Regions from separate parts of the Triticum aestivum genome. Here region 1 is linked to region 2. Evidence: chromatin contacts called from public Hi-C data. All regions are on one chromosome and are shown on one strand. Each heading gives the region's core, a stretch centred on a gene start, on an enhancer-like site or on the middle of the called end of the contact. The rest is flanking DNA. Distances are from core to core; before and after follow the strand shown.

Region 1 (6,484 bases), core at 2,367-4,866, 180 kb after region 2:
TACCTACACATCAACATGCAGTCGAGCTAATTACTGGCAACAGCATGACTACATGCAGCGCCTAATATAATTAGACTAGCGCATTTCACCGGCATGCAGACCCTACCGCAGAATACTAAACGGTAGGGTATAACTACCCATCGCCAGAGACTATTGCGATAGGGTCTTCTTCACATCAAACAGGCGTGACGGTCTCGGTAACTCCTACCGTGAGAGCCCTTGGCGGTAGGTTGTGTAACCCTACCACCAAAAGCAATGACGATAGAAAAAGGATCAAATCCTGAAATTTTTACGAACCAAAGTCAGATTCAGGTAAACTTTTGCAAAAGGGTCAAAACACGAAAATTGTCCGCGATGGTCCGAACCCATGCTCAACACGAGCACGACGATCACGGCGTCGACCAGTCACCAACCCCAACAAGCACGTCGCGCCGTACGTGCACAGGCCACTCGCCAGAAGGAAGCAAACCGAAACCACACACACTCCTCGACGCGACCCGACTCGAGGCGGCACACTACGCACGCAGCGCGACCCCACGCGCACGCGCGGACGTGCACATCAGGGGACGGAGAGCCGAGCCGGGAGCGCACGTAGCTAGCGATCGACGCGCGTCTGACCAATCTCCTCGCGTGCGCGTGCGCGTGCGGCGACCGGCGGCCAGTGCCACCACTCGCCAAAACTCTTGTCTTGCTCCAGTACCCCCGTCCACCAAGACCAACGAGGCCGCGTGGGCCCGCCGGTCGCCGTCGCGGGCCACGGCCCTTGTCTCCCGCTAGACCACAGCCCTATAATACATTTTTCCTCCGCTTTTTTATCTTTATTTCCCTCTCTCCCTTTTACTTTTCATCAGGTGTAAAACGCTTGGACGCAGATAGGGAGAGGAGGTGGGAGGTAGGAGAAGGCAAAGCGCGACCGGATCCCACTGGGAGAGACGTGCGATTAAAGATAGCCAGCGTCTTTTGACCGGCGTGGCCATGGCGCCATGGAGGCAGCGCTTATCTTTTCTCACGCTGTGGCACTAGTCCCTTTTCTTTTCTTTTCTTTTTGTTTCCACCGGTCAACAGGGGCTGGAAAAACAAGAAGCATGTTTGTTTTGCTCTGCTTTAGCAGACGCGCGAGGTGACGAAACGAAGCTGGGTGTGTGTGTGTGTACGATCGACGCGTCCCACCACACGGATGACCGACCAGGTAGGTTTCCCCCTCTCGCCGTCTCGCGTGTGGTGGTCGTGACCAAGTTCAGTCTGGTGTTGTTGTCAGTACTGCCGACAGAATTAATTGATCCGGCCATTCCCTGTTGATTGATTCTGCCCAAGACTCAAGAGCCATTTTCTCAAGGGTCGCTATGGTGTAAATTACGCAAAAAATATGGAGTAGAACGCATGCTGGTTTCATTTTCTTCAACGTAAATGCATGCACATACAACTCTCAAGTAGCCACCTTGATGTAATGTTGTACTCAAAAATGCCGGATATGGCGGGCGAGATGCAGAGGTGATCTCTACATGCCGATGGCGTGGATGCCGTGTAGAGGTGTGCCGGCCGGTGGAGGTGCGGGTCGCCATGGGCCGGCTGCGTGTGGGTGGTTGTCAAGATGCTTTGAGGAAAAGCCTGCTTGGCGATGCCGGGGCTGCGGGCGTCGTTCTCCTCTTTAAAGGCATTGCCGCACAGTTTTTTGACTGTTTCATCATTGGATCTGGTTCTCTGGAGAAAGCCTAAGACCTAATTGGGAAGGACGACGACGTCATCCCTGTGACGCTTCCCTCTTTGGAGCGTTGCCTTCAAGACTAATGATTATATTCGCACTTTCGAGGGGTTGGACGCACATGATATTTGTGGTTGGCCCCTGCCCGACCAACAACGTGGATGTAGATATCAAGGAGGTTGTCCCGTATCTGGTGGCTTTGCGACTTATGTGACAATGATGACAGTGGCGAGAGGAGCGGGGTCATAACATGCCTCTGTCATCGACCATCTGGCGAGTCTTGGGTTTGTTCTAGCATCCTCGTGTGTTGTAGTGTGAAGTCGAAGTTGTAGCGTCGTGGGCGATGCGGCGGTATGATACCATGCGAAGGGTTGGTCCGGTGTCCAGCAATCTCCAGTGCCCACGTCGGGCTCGGTCAGCACAAGTCATGTTGTTTTATCCCGTGACTCAAAGCTGAGCTAGCAAGTCCTCGACATGTTCGACCAATTGTATGGCATAGATCGTCATATATCTCCTGCTACGTCCGAAGTGAGAGCTCTTGGTTGATCATCAGTGATGAAGATAGAGTCACTTGCTTGGGATGGAGTGAATACGATGACAATTTGGAGATAATCTCGACGGCATTTCCCTCTTTAGCGGTGTGTGGGGATTGGTGGACAGCCAGGTCGATGGGGTTCCCTATTTTGTAGGCGTGATGTAATCGGTTTTTGGCTACTTCATCGAATAATTCTCTTCTTCCTAATTAATAAATAGAGCCAAAGAGCTGCGATTTCAGAAGAAAAATAATTAAGTATTAGATTCGAAGTCAAAGCCCAAAGGTTGAGTAAAAACAACTATGTAAAGAGCCGGAGGAAGCATTAGGGCATCTTCAATGCCAACCCTCAAACAGCCCGTAATTGACTGGACCGCATTGTCAGGACGTGTTTTGTCATCCAACTTGGTCCTGCATTCGTCCGCGGGCCGGTTCGGACATCCTTTTCCTCGCAAACCAGAGGGGGGAGGGGGGGCAACTCCGCGTCGGCCGCGTCCCGGCGGCAAGACAACGAAGCGGGCACGCCTGCGGCCGCTGTGGACAGTGAGGAAAATACACCATGGGAGGCCACCGCCACCGCCTCGCCGAGTTACATAGCCAATGACTTTCCCGCTTCGCGGGGGCGTAGGCCATGGCAACCGTCTTCCTCGCCCAAAAACCAACTCTGATATGTGCTTCGCGACAGCAGAGGAAGGCTACTCTTCCTTGTCGCTGAAGCATGTCTCTATATCCCTCTATAGCTTACGGCAATCCGATGAATGGGCTGCCGGGTATAGAAAGATATGTCCGGAGAATGAAGATCCGCCGCGGCCGGCTATTAACTAGTTTTGGCTAGTCCGCTATAGTTTATTTAAAATATCTCTGAATTGCAAATATCGTCTGGTTTATACAAAAATCATCTGATTTGCATTAGTTTCGTATCGTTTGTTTAAATCCGGTTCAAATTATATGTAGATATCTGTGGATAGCTGGCTCCCGCATCATGTCCTTGGACTGGTCTCTCGGTCCGTGGACGGATGCGTGTCCGGCTTAGAGGTCGACGTTGTAGATGCCCTTACTTTCCATACAATGAGAGCAAGAAAACATGAATATGTCCTTAAACCATACCGAAAAAGTGATATCACTCTCATTTGCGTTGAGGAATCAAATCATGTCGGCTTTCACTGTGACCTTGTTGTCCTTGGCAAATTCTACTATGGCCGCTACAGTTCCAACACCAAAAATCCTTTACCCTAAAAAAACACACACACCAAAAATTCCTCTCCACTAGGCAGGAAAAGGAAAAGTATCCGAAAGGAACCTGAAATGAAAACAAAAACATTCTTTTTTCTACGGACGCGCCAATAAAACAGTAGCACCTGGCACCACCACCTCTTGCGACAAGGCTGACATTTCCACCTCGCTTCGTCGACCTCGGGTCTCCCCTGCTCTTCATATCTCCTCTCTCCACCCCCACCCTCCTCCCCGAGCACCAACACCGCCAAGAACGCGAACGCCGACGTGAGCATCTATCGAGACACAGCAACGCGAGGGCGCACCCCGATCGACCGAGCTGATTAAGAAGATCGAGTGATGCGGAGGTCGGACTGGGAGGACCGGTGCCGGCGGCACCCGGAGCACCGGCTGTCCAAGGGCGTGTGCCCGAGCTGCCTCCGCGACCGCCTCGCCCACCTCTCCGCCAACTCCTCCGCCACCACCACCCTTACGCGCGCCTCCAACTCGGCCAGCACCTCCCCCTACTCCTCCACCGACTCCCCGCCGCTCCACCGCGCGGCCCTCTCCGCCGACGCCACCTCCGTCCACGTCGTCGGCTCCGGGGCCGGCTCCTCCTTCGTCAACGTCTCCGCCTTCTCGCAGCCGCTCATGCCGACGGCCTCAAAGAAACCAGCAGAAGCCAAGGGAAAGGAGGGCGAGGCGAAGAAGAAGAAGAAGAGCAGCAGCAAGAAGAAGATCGGGCGGTTCCTGTCGAGGCTGGTCGGGACGGAGAAGCGGCGGAAAACAGGGGAAGCAGGCGACGGCGGCGAGCTCTTCCATTCCAGCACCATGAAGGAGAAGTCGTCGACCAAGTGGGTCTTCTTTTGATCAGACCGGCCGGCGCCGCCCACCAACCATTATACCAACAAACATGCTTGGCCTTTCTCGGTTCTCGATCGATCGGGTATTGATGATTTTTCTTTATTTCCTCTATTATTTTTCACAAGTATTCTTCTTGAGCTTGATTTGATATTTTCCTCAAGCGCCGTGTATATACACGAGATCAAGTAGCTGACCGTAAGGAGAAGCACACATATATGGTGAAAATCGCATATGGTTATTGATTTTTTTTAAATTAGGACAGAGTGTATAGATGTAAATTAACTTGTATTTGTATCTAGCATAGTATGCACTACTACTACGTGAATGCTCCTGGGATTCACGAATTATACCATAGCTTTGCTTGAATTTCTTTCTCAGTATCTTGTGTACTTGGCCTGCATACCTTTGGTCTTGCTACTTGCTACTTGCTACTATTGCTACTATACGGGGGCGATTGAACATATGGAGTATGCAAAATCAGGAGGAACAGAAAGGAATGCTTGCATCATACTCACTTCGTTTCAAATTATTCGTCGTGGTTTTAGTTCAAATTTGTACTAAAACCAGGACAAGTAATTTGGAACGGAGGGAGTATACACGCAGTTGGTCACACAGACGCACTGATAGAAGAGTTAATTCCTTCTATGATTGCTTCTTTGCTACTCCACTCTTGTCACTTTAGCTTTCTTGTCATGCTTGAATCATCTTTCCATTTTCTCGGCTGCTTTTCATCTTTTAGCTGGTGATGATCCGTTTGGACGTGAAACTGGTTGTCTCGATCCGGACTTGTTTCCGTCTCGGCCAAAGCCCAAAGCCCGTCGGCCCGCCCTGCTTGGATGGGTAAGGCAGCTCGATATCGCGACACGTGCGCCGACACAACCGAATAGCCGCCATGAAAAACAGCATGCACCTCTAGGTGCACACAAGCACGTCGGTCGAACTCTCTCTGCACATATAGACCAAAGTAGCCGTGCTCCGGTGAGCGGGAACGGTACGTGGCTCATGTTGGCAAACCTGCGCCCACGGCGGCGACGGAGGCAACGAGGAACGTGCGTGCAGCCGTGTACGACCGGCGCAGGAGCAAGAAAAGGTCAGAGGAACCAAAAACAAATGAGATTTTTAGCATTGCCGAATACGAACAGCTGATAGAAAACTCCGTTGACCGTACCCTGCAGCTGTGTCGCAGACCGGATTAAGTGGTTGCATCCGATTGGGTCAGATATATATATATATATGGCCGGAATATATATAGATCCTCGTTCCGAATCAAGATTAGAATATGTCTCCTCGAATCGTGCCGTCCACGGTCGATCGCGCGCGCACGGCGGCGGCCGGTGGATACCATGGTGACTGGTGCACCCGCCCGCCTCCAACCGTGTGGAAGTTGCACCGGGCACCCCTGCCCTGACCCAGGGCCTAGCCATGACCGGGAGTCGATGGGGACCTGGCAGCGACCCGAACGACTCCTCCCGCCGACGTGGAAATGACAAATGAAGCCTTCGACCCACCCAAGGCCACCCGGCCGGTGAAACTTGGTCAGAACATGGCGTGTGCGGGGAGAGATGAGGGGGGCGGTGCCGCGCGGCGAGAGCCGGAGCCGGAGGACGGTCGTCGTGTCGCCGTGCCGGAAGCGGGCGGCGGCCGTGGCTGTCGCGGCTCTGCGACCATGCGGCGCACCCACCGACAACACCGACTAATTTGATGGGCCAGGCCACAATAATGAAGTAGTTTTATCGGCAGCGTTTTTTTTTTAGGGAATCGGCAGCGTTTTGTTATTAGTTCCGGTGTTTCATTCTTAGATTTTGATTTTTGTAAGATTAACCATGAATTTAGGAGCTCAAATTATGAAGCTCACAACTTAGCGAAGCATGCTTTAACTCTTGGGGTTGGACGGCGTGTGTGGCTGGGCCACCCCGGAGATCTTCCCCCCGTCCCTGTAAACATTGTGCCGACTTAATAAAAGCTTTGTGAGGTTGTCTCAAAAAAAAAAAGTTCCAGTGTTTCTTTTGATTTTTGCGGGAACAGGTTTTCCGCTTGAAGTATCTTCCTCAGTTTATTTTATTTTTTGTTCATTTTTATTCCTCCCCAGTTTTCAGATTATCTTCTTTGATTTTCGAGACCACGTGAACAATTTCTAAAATGTTTCTAAAATGAATGAACAATTTTAAAGTTAC
Region 2 (6,423 bases), core at 49-2,548:
CTTTCCTTTTCCTTTTTTTAGCAACAGTTCTCTTCGTTTTCTTCTTCTTCTTCTTCTTTTTTATTTTTCTCGGAACAGTTTTTGTTTTGTTCTTTTTTCTTTTAACTAAATGCGTGAATATTTTTTAAAATTCATGAACAACTTTTCAAAAGTGGTGAACTTTTTATTTTTTTTGTTTTCAAAAATGTGTGAACGTATTTTATAATATTTGATGAACGTTTTTCAAATTTAGTGAACTTTTTTTAAATTTGATGAACTTTTCTCAAACTTGATGCACTTTTTTCGAAATTGATGAACTATTTTTCATATTTGATGAACTTTTTTCCAAGTCGATGAATTTTTTTCGAAGTTGATGAACTCTTTTTCATATTTGATGAACTTTTTTCAAAGTCGATGAACTTTTCTGTAACTCGATGAACTTTTTTCGAAGTTGATGAGCTGTTTTCCAAATTTGATGAACTTTTTTCAAAATTGATGAATTTTTTGTTAACTCGACGAACTTTTTCATTTTGATGAACTTTTTCCAATTTTGATGAACTTTTCTCAAATTTGATGCACTTTTTTCGAAATTGATGAACTATTTTTTCATATTTGATGAACTTTTTTCAAAGTCCATGAACTTTTTTGTAACTTGATGAATTTTTTTCGAAGTTGATGAACTATTTTTATATTTGATGAACTTTTTTCAAAGTCGATGAACTTTTTTGTAACTCGATGAACTTTTTTCAAGTTGATGAACTATTTTTCAAATTTGATGAACTTTTTTCAAAATTGATGAAATTTTTGGTAACTCGATGAACTTTTTCATTTTTTATGAACTTTTTTCAAATTTGATGAACTTTTTTCATGATTTGTTTCAAATTCGACCACCGATATTTTTTTCCAAAAGAGTTCATGAACTTTTTTAAAAACGATGAACTCCTTTTCAAATTCATGAACTGTTTCCCAAATAAGTGTACTTTTTAATTTTTAATGACTTTTGTATTTTTGAACTTTTTTGAATACATTAACTTTTTCGTATTTGTGCTTTTTATTTTAATACATGATCTTTTTTTGAATATGTGAACTTTAAATTTTTTGTTTACATTGAAAAACACATTTGCTAGAAATAATTCAAAAATCAAGGCGCTACAGTAAATGATATACCTTTTTTTTTTGAGAAACCAGTAAACGATATAATTCTGCTATTAAAATGTTTGTCCTGTATTTAGTCGCCAGTACGTAGTTGGCTTTGTGGTTAGCCGTGCTCGAACGTTGTAGTCGCGGCGCGTGTTCAATCCACCAGATCGCAACTTTATTGTTTCTTTTTGCGCTGCCTGGGAGCGAGCGAACGAAGTGTTGCTGGGCCGGCCCAAGTATCACCACCTTCGAGCGCCAGTAATCAGAAACGGCGCTGAGAGCGCCGGTTAGGAGCTCCCGTTAGCAGCAGCCATCGTGATTTCCAGATTTAAAATGGCGGGCCTCTGTACGGCCTATTGAGCACATATTTCTTCAATTTCATAATTTAAAATAACATAGACACAAACAGTGGCGGAGCTAGATGCAGATTACGCCTAGGGCTATGCTATGTTAAGTGATAAACTTCAATGATTTTCTATGCTTTGCATGAAGAAATTACAAAGAAAGTTGTTTCTAGGCCTGGGGCTATAGCCCTAGCTGCCCCAGGCCTATCTCCGCCACTGGACACAAATAACTCAGATTAAATACGTATAAAAAGTTGATTTAGATATTTTATATATGAACATAACCAATAGTTATATGTCTTCATAATTTTTTGAAATTAGCACGATGCCCGGGCGTTGCCGCGGAGCCATTGGCTTAGCAGGTGGTCAAATAACATTAGTGTTGTTTGTGGCCGTTGAGTGATTTACGGTTAGAAATGATAACAAAAATATGGTGAGAGTTATGCGGCGTTAGAGAATTTCAAATAACCATAATAGGTTGGGAAGAGAAACTAAAACCAAGTTGAAGTTATACTTTTGTGTTTGTTATTTGTGCCTTTTAAAAAATGTTGGTTTTACATGAAAGTACTGTATTTTTTATTTATGATAGAGCCCACACATGAGTTAAATATATTTGTCTATATGTCTCTTGAAAGGTTGCTAGTTCTACGTATGGGATCTGTGTATTTGTTTGTTTAGAAAGGATGTTGGGCCCATGAGTGAACTCAGCACCAACTCCAATCTTTATAAGTAGGAAGGATAGTTTACGAAAACACTTCGTTTCAGCCAATGGATCGTGCAACGCGTGTCTTCGTGTGTATGTTTCTGTAATTTTTTCTACAACATTATCTTTATTGCAAAATTAATTTTGGCGACCACGCCCATGTTGTAAAAAAGTGAAGACAAAAACAATTCCGCAATATTATCTTTGTTGCAAAATTTTCTTCCATAACAACACCCATGTTACAAAAAACTAAAGACAAAAAATAATCTGCAACATCACATATATTGCAATGCAAAGGTGTGCAACACTACCCTTGTTGCAAGGTTGGAATGATGATGAAGGTTGGATGGCACAAAATCTTACGGCTACAGAGGCGGTCGATCTTGTAAAAAGATCTGCCAGCCGACGGTAGCATGCCCCGATAGTTTGCGAGTAGATCATGAAAATGCTCATGTACATAAAAAAACGTCTCCATAAGAGTGGCTAAGCATCAGTGTTTTTCTTTACCAGTGAAAACAGTAGGAGAGGCTCATACACTACTAGGCAAAATCTTATACACAGAGATATAGCAGTAGTGCTGGCCAAAACTAAGCGCTACTGCTACTTAGTAGTAGTGCTTGTCACGAAAGCACGCTACAACTATAGTTGTAGCAGTAGCGCGTCTGCCCAGAAAAACGCTATTGCTATAATTCCTACACCGTTGCCGGTAGGCTAGGAATAGTAGTAGCGAGCTTGAGGGAAACACGCTATTGCTAAGTACCTTGTAGCACCGCGTTTCTGTTGTAGAGCGTTACTGCTAAGAAAAATAAAATAAGTAGAAGAATAATTTAAAAAAGTAAATGAAAATGAAAAAAAAAGAAATAAAAAAGAAAAAGAAAAGAAAAAGAAAAATAGTGGAGAGAGGCATAGCAGTAGCGCTTGTTCGCAAAAAACGCTATAACTACAGTAGCGTGTTTTGTGTTCCCGCGCTATAGCTAAGTTCCTTAGATAAAAAAAAGAAAAAGGAAAATAAATAGCTACTTCTGGTAGCAGTAGCGCGTTTTGGCCAGAAGCGCTATAGCTAACTTAGCAGTAGCGCATTTTTTCTACCAGCGCTACTGCTAGTTTGACTTGACCACGTGCGGGCTTAAAATTTTGCTAAGTCCTTTCCCCCTTCTCCCTCCTATTTCCTCAACTCCCCAACTCCTCTGCTGCCACCGTCGATCGCGCACGCTCTCGACCTCACCGCCGCCGCCCGAGGCCGCCCTCAACCCCATCGTCGACGCCCGAGGCCGTCCTCGACCTCACCGTCGCCGCCCTCGACCTCACCACCGCCGCCCGAGCCCGAGCCCGAGCCCGCCCTCGCCGCCGACTATAAGGCTCTCCCTCTCCTCTCCCCTGCCCTCCCCCCCTCTCTCTCTTTGGTACATATGTTGCTGCTTGTTGATGTTCATATATATGAACCCTATGTGTTCATATGAACCCTAGATTTGTTTAGGGCAGTAGGCATTTTTTTAGCATTTAGGAAAAAAGATGAGCAATTCTTGTTAGGAAATTAGCTAGGGCAAATTTTGATGAAAATGCCTAAACAGTATTTCCATTTAGCTTTAAATTAACAGAGGGTATATAAATTATAGTAGCATTTAGCTTTAAATTAATAGAGGCTATAAACAAAAAAATAGTAGCATTTAGTTATAAAAAATTATTTGGACTATGGACCTGAATCTGGTCCAAATTTCATTCAAATGTAATTTGAATTATTTGGACTATGGACCTAAATATTTTTAAAGAAATTGGGTGTAGGTACTATGGTCTTCCTGTGGAAATTTTGGTAAGGTCAGAAGTGTTAGAGAAAATGGAGTTCCGTTGCAATTTCTAATAAGGTCAAGTATTGTTGGAATATTTGCTCTAAAACAATTTGTATGAAAAGAAAATAATGTGTGTGTGAGAGGAATAGCTAGAACAGAATTTGAGTTCTATCCTAGGCAGAGAAGTGTTTAGTGAGGTCATTTTGCAAAGGTTTTTGATTTTTGAAAAGACCACTATTTTTCAAGGAAAGAAATTTAGGCAAGTTTTATTTTAAAGATGATCCCTTCCTAGACTTTTATTGTTGATTATTTCTTTTCATTGAAGTGGTCATGTTATATCTTTTCATTGAAATGGTTCGATTGTGTCCAAGTGGCCTTTTGTTGTTTCCAGTGTATGAAGCCGAGTGGCCTATGTTTTGCCGGAATGTTGATTCATTTCCGTTCCGGCAAATTTGAGGTGCTCTATTTGTCCACTTTTTAGCAAAGGTCATGCCGAGATTTTCCGTGGATTTCGGCATGACTTGTACTACAAACTAGGACATATCGAGTGCCCGGGATTTGCCGCACCGGGAAGGAATCAACGTTCCTACAAAACATAGGCCTTTTTTATGTCGTTATTCATTTTATTAGGTCTAGAATTAATTGACTAGATTTAATCGTAGGAAACATGGCTAGCAACGATGAAGGACATGGTTCTGGTGATTGCGACGACGTCTACCGGGCGGCCGGCGGATTTTTGAACCTTGCCGACGATCAACAGTTGTTGTTATTGGGCCCACCTGTCACATTAGAGACTAAGACCGACATCGAGACCGGCGCTGAGACTGAGATCGGCGCCAAGACCTGCACCGAGACTGGCGGAGCCAGTATAGAACTGAAACCAAAGAGGCAACGACCCTAACCCAGCTCATCACTACTAGAGTGGTGGTCACGGAGGTGGACGAGGGCAATTTTGAGCCAAAAAGCCTGAGGAAGCGTGATCGTGCTACGACAATCAAATAGGCTACATCGTACAGACAGCCGCCACCATCAACGATGAGAAACTAAAGAAGATAGAAAATATGAGGCCCTCCCTCCTAAAGAAGCTGCACTAGATATTCTTGTTCCCGGGCTGGGATGAAAACAAATATACTGATCCAGATAAAGACCCGACAATGAAGAAGATAAACAAATGTGCCATGACCAAGTTTAGCGGCGCGTTGGCCGCCTGGAAAGCAAAGGGTGAAACATCGAATCATCAACAAAAAGGAACCCTACTCCAAGATTGTAAAGGATAATCCGACAATCACGAAAGAGCAGTTTGAAATATTCAAGGTGACTTGTGATGCCGAAGCTGCCAAAGAAAAGTCGAAGTACATGAAGGGGCTTCAATAGAGGAACATGGGGTGCCACCACCTTGGAAGCCGTGGTTACACGGAGAAGAGGTCCATATGGGCCAAGGAGGACGCGGAACGCGAAAGTCTGGGCATCACATACCCCTTGGCGGAGTTCACTATCCCGTAGGAGCGTGACGTCCTCAAGGCCCGGTACCATTGGGACCCATTCAAGAAGGTTTTCGAGACGGACCCGGTCACGACAGAGTTCTTGAGACTGCTGGTATTTTTTAGTTTTTGATCAATTCGACTGCATGTTTAATCATATTTGTAAATGATCCTTGTTCCTTTTGCAGAGAGAGCATCATAGGATTGCGGCCGAAAGCGACTCGCCGTATGAGGCGTTGGCGAGGCCCAAGTGGGACACCCCATTCAATCGGGCATTAAACATATTGAAACGACTCCCGGTGGACACTCGGCCGTTGTATGGACGCGTGCACGGTGTCGGAGACGGCGCCACATGGAAAAAGTACTACCGCGAGACCACGGAGGAGAGAAATTTAAGACAGAGGTAAACTGAAGAAAACATCGGCAAGAATGTTGAGATTGCGGTTGAGAAGAAATCAGCTGAGACAGTCGCAACAGCGGTAGCTGCCGCAAAACAGGCAATTGCAGATTTGTCGGGTGGCTTGGTTCCGGCCTTTATCGGTTGGAGCAGGCAAAATCCAAAAAAAATGTCGCGGACTTTCCCCTTGCCGACTTCTTCGGGAGATACTCGACTAGCGTTGCACTAGCACCTGCACCTGCTCCCACACCAGCTCCTGCACTGGCTCCCGCACCTGCTCATAGCAGCCCGTTCTCCGTCTCGGACGTGCTCGGCGGTGTTTCGTCTTTGGCTGAGCTCGACACCCTCACGGTACCTGTCACACCGACCCTCTTCAATAAATGTATAATCTCCCGTTTCCGTTGTCTTTCGGATGTCTCACGTCACAGACATGTCTTTGGAGGCTGACGTAACCCCGTGCACCATATTGTACACCATCAGCGACCAGAAGGTGGACGTGGGGAAGGCGACGATAATGAAGCCGAAGGAACCATTGTTCCACAGCCGGCCGATCCCCCCTGACATCTTCAAGGTTTTCGTGGCTAGTGTCAAA

Evidence for each region. Hi-C and Micro-C count contacts between places; a contact is called where the count stands out from the background.
Region 1: a Hi-C map of leaf shows a contact between it and region 2, with 4 times the contacts expected there. The contact joins the promoter of LOC123088093 here to the enhancer-like site in region 2. A contact is called at or near these places in 4 of 5 Hi-C or Micro-C datasets (leaf and an unstated tissue) and 1 of 1 datasets of contacts at active chromatin or transcription factors (leaf).

The regions. Positions count from the first base shown.
Region 1 is chr4A:681,008,683-681,015,166 of IWGSC CS RefSeq v2.1, forward strand. It overlaps LOC123088093, which reads left to right and starts at 3,617. Exons shown (of 1, transcript XM_044510250.1): 1 at 3,617-4,687. The coding sequence starts at 3,807. The coding sequence ends at 4,316.
Region 2 is chr4A:680,828,828-680,835,250 of IWGSC CS RefSeq v2.1, forward strand. No RefSeq gene overlaps it. Among protein-coding and RNA genes, the nearest start is that of LOC123088092, 16 kb to the left of the region's middle. Within about 2 kb of position 1,299, at least 1 of the 8 cell types and tissues checked has an H3K27ac peak or open chromatin away from gene starts, as enhancers often do.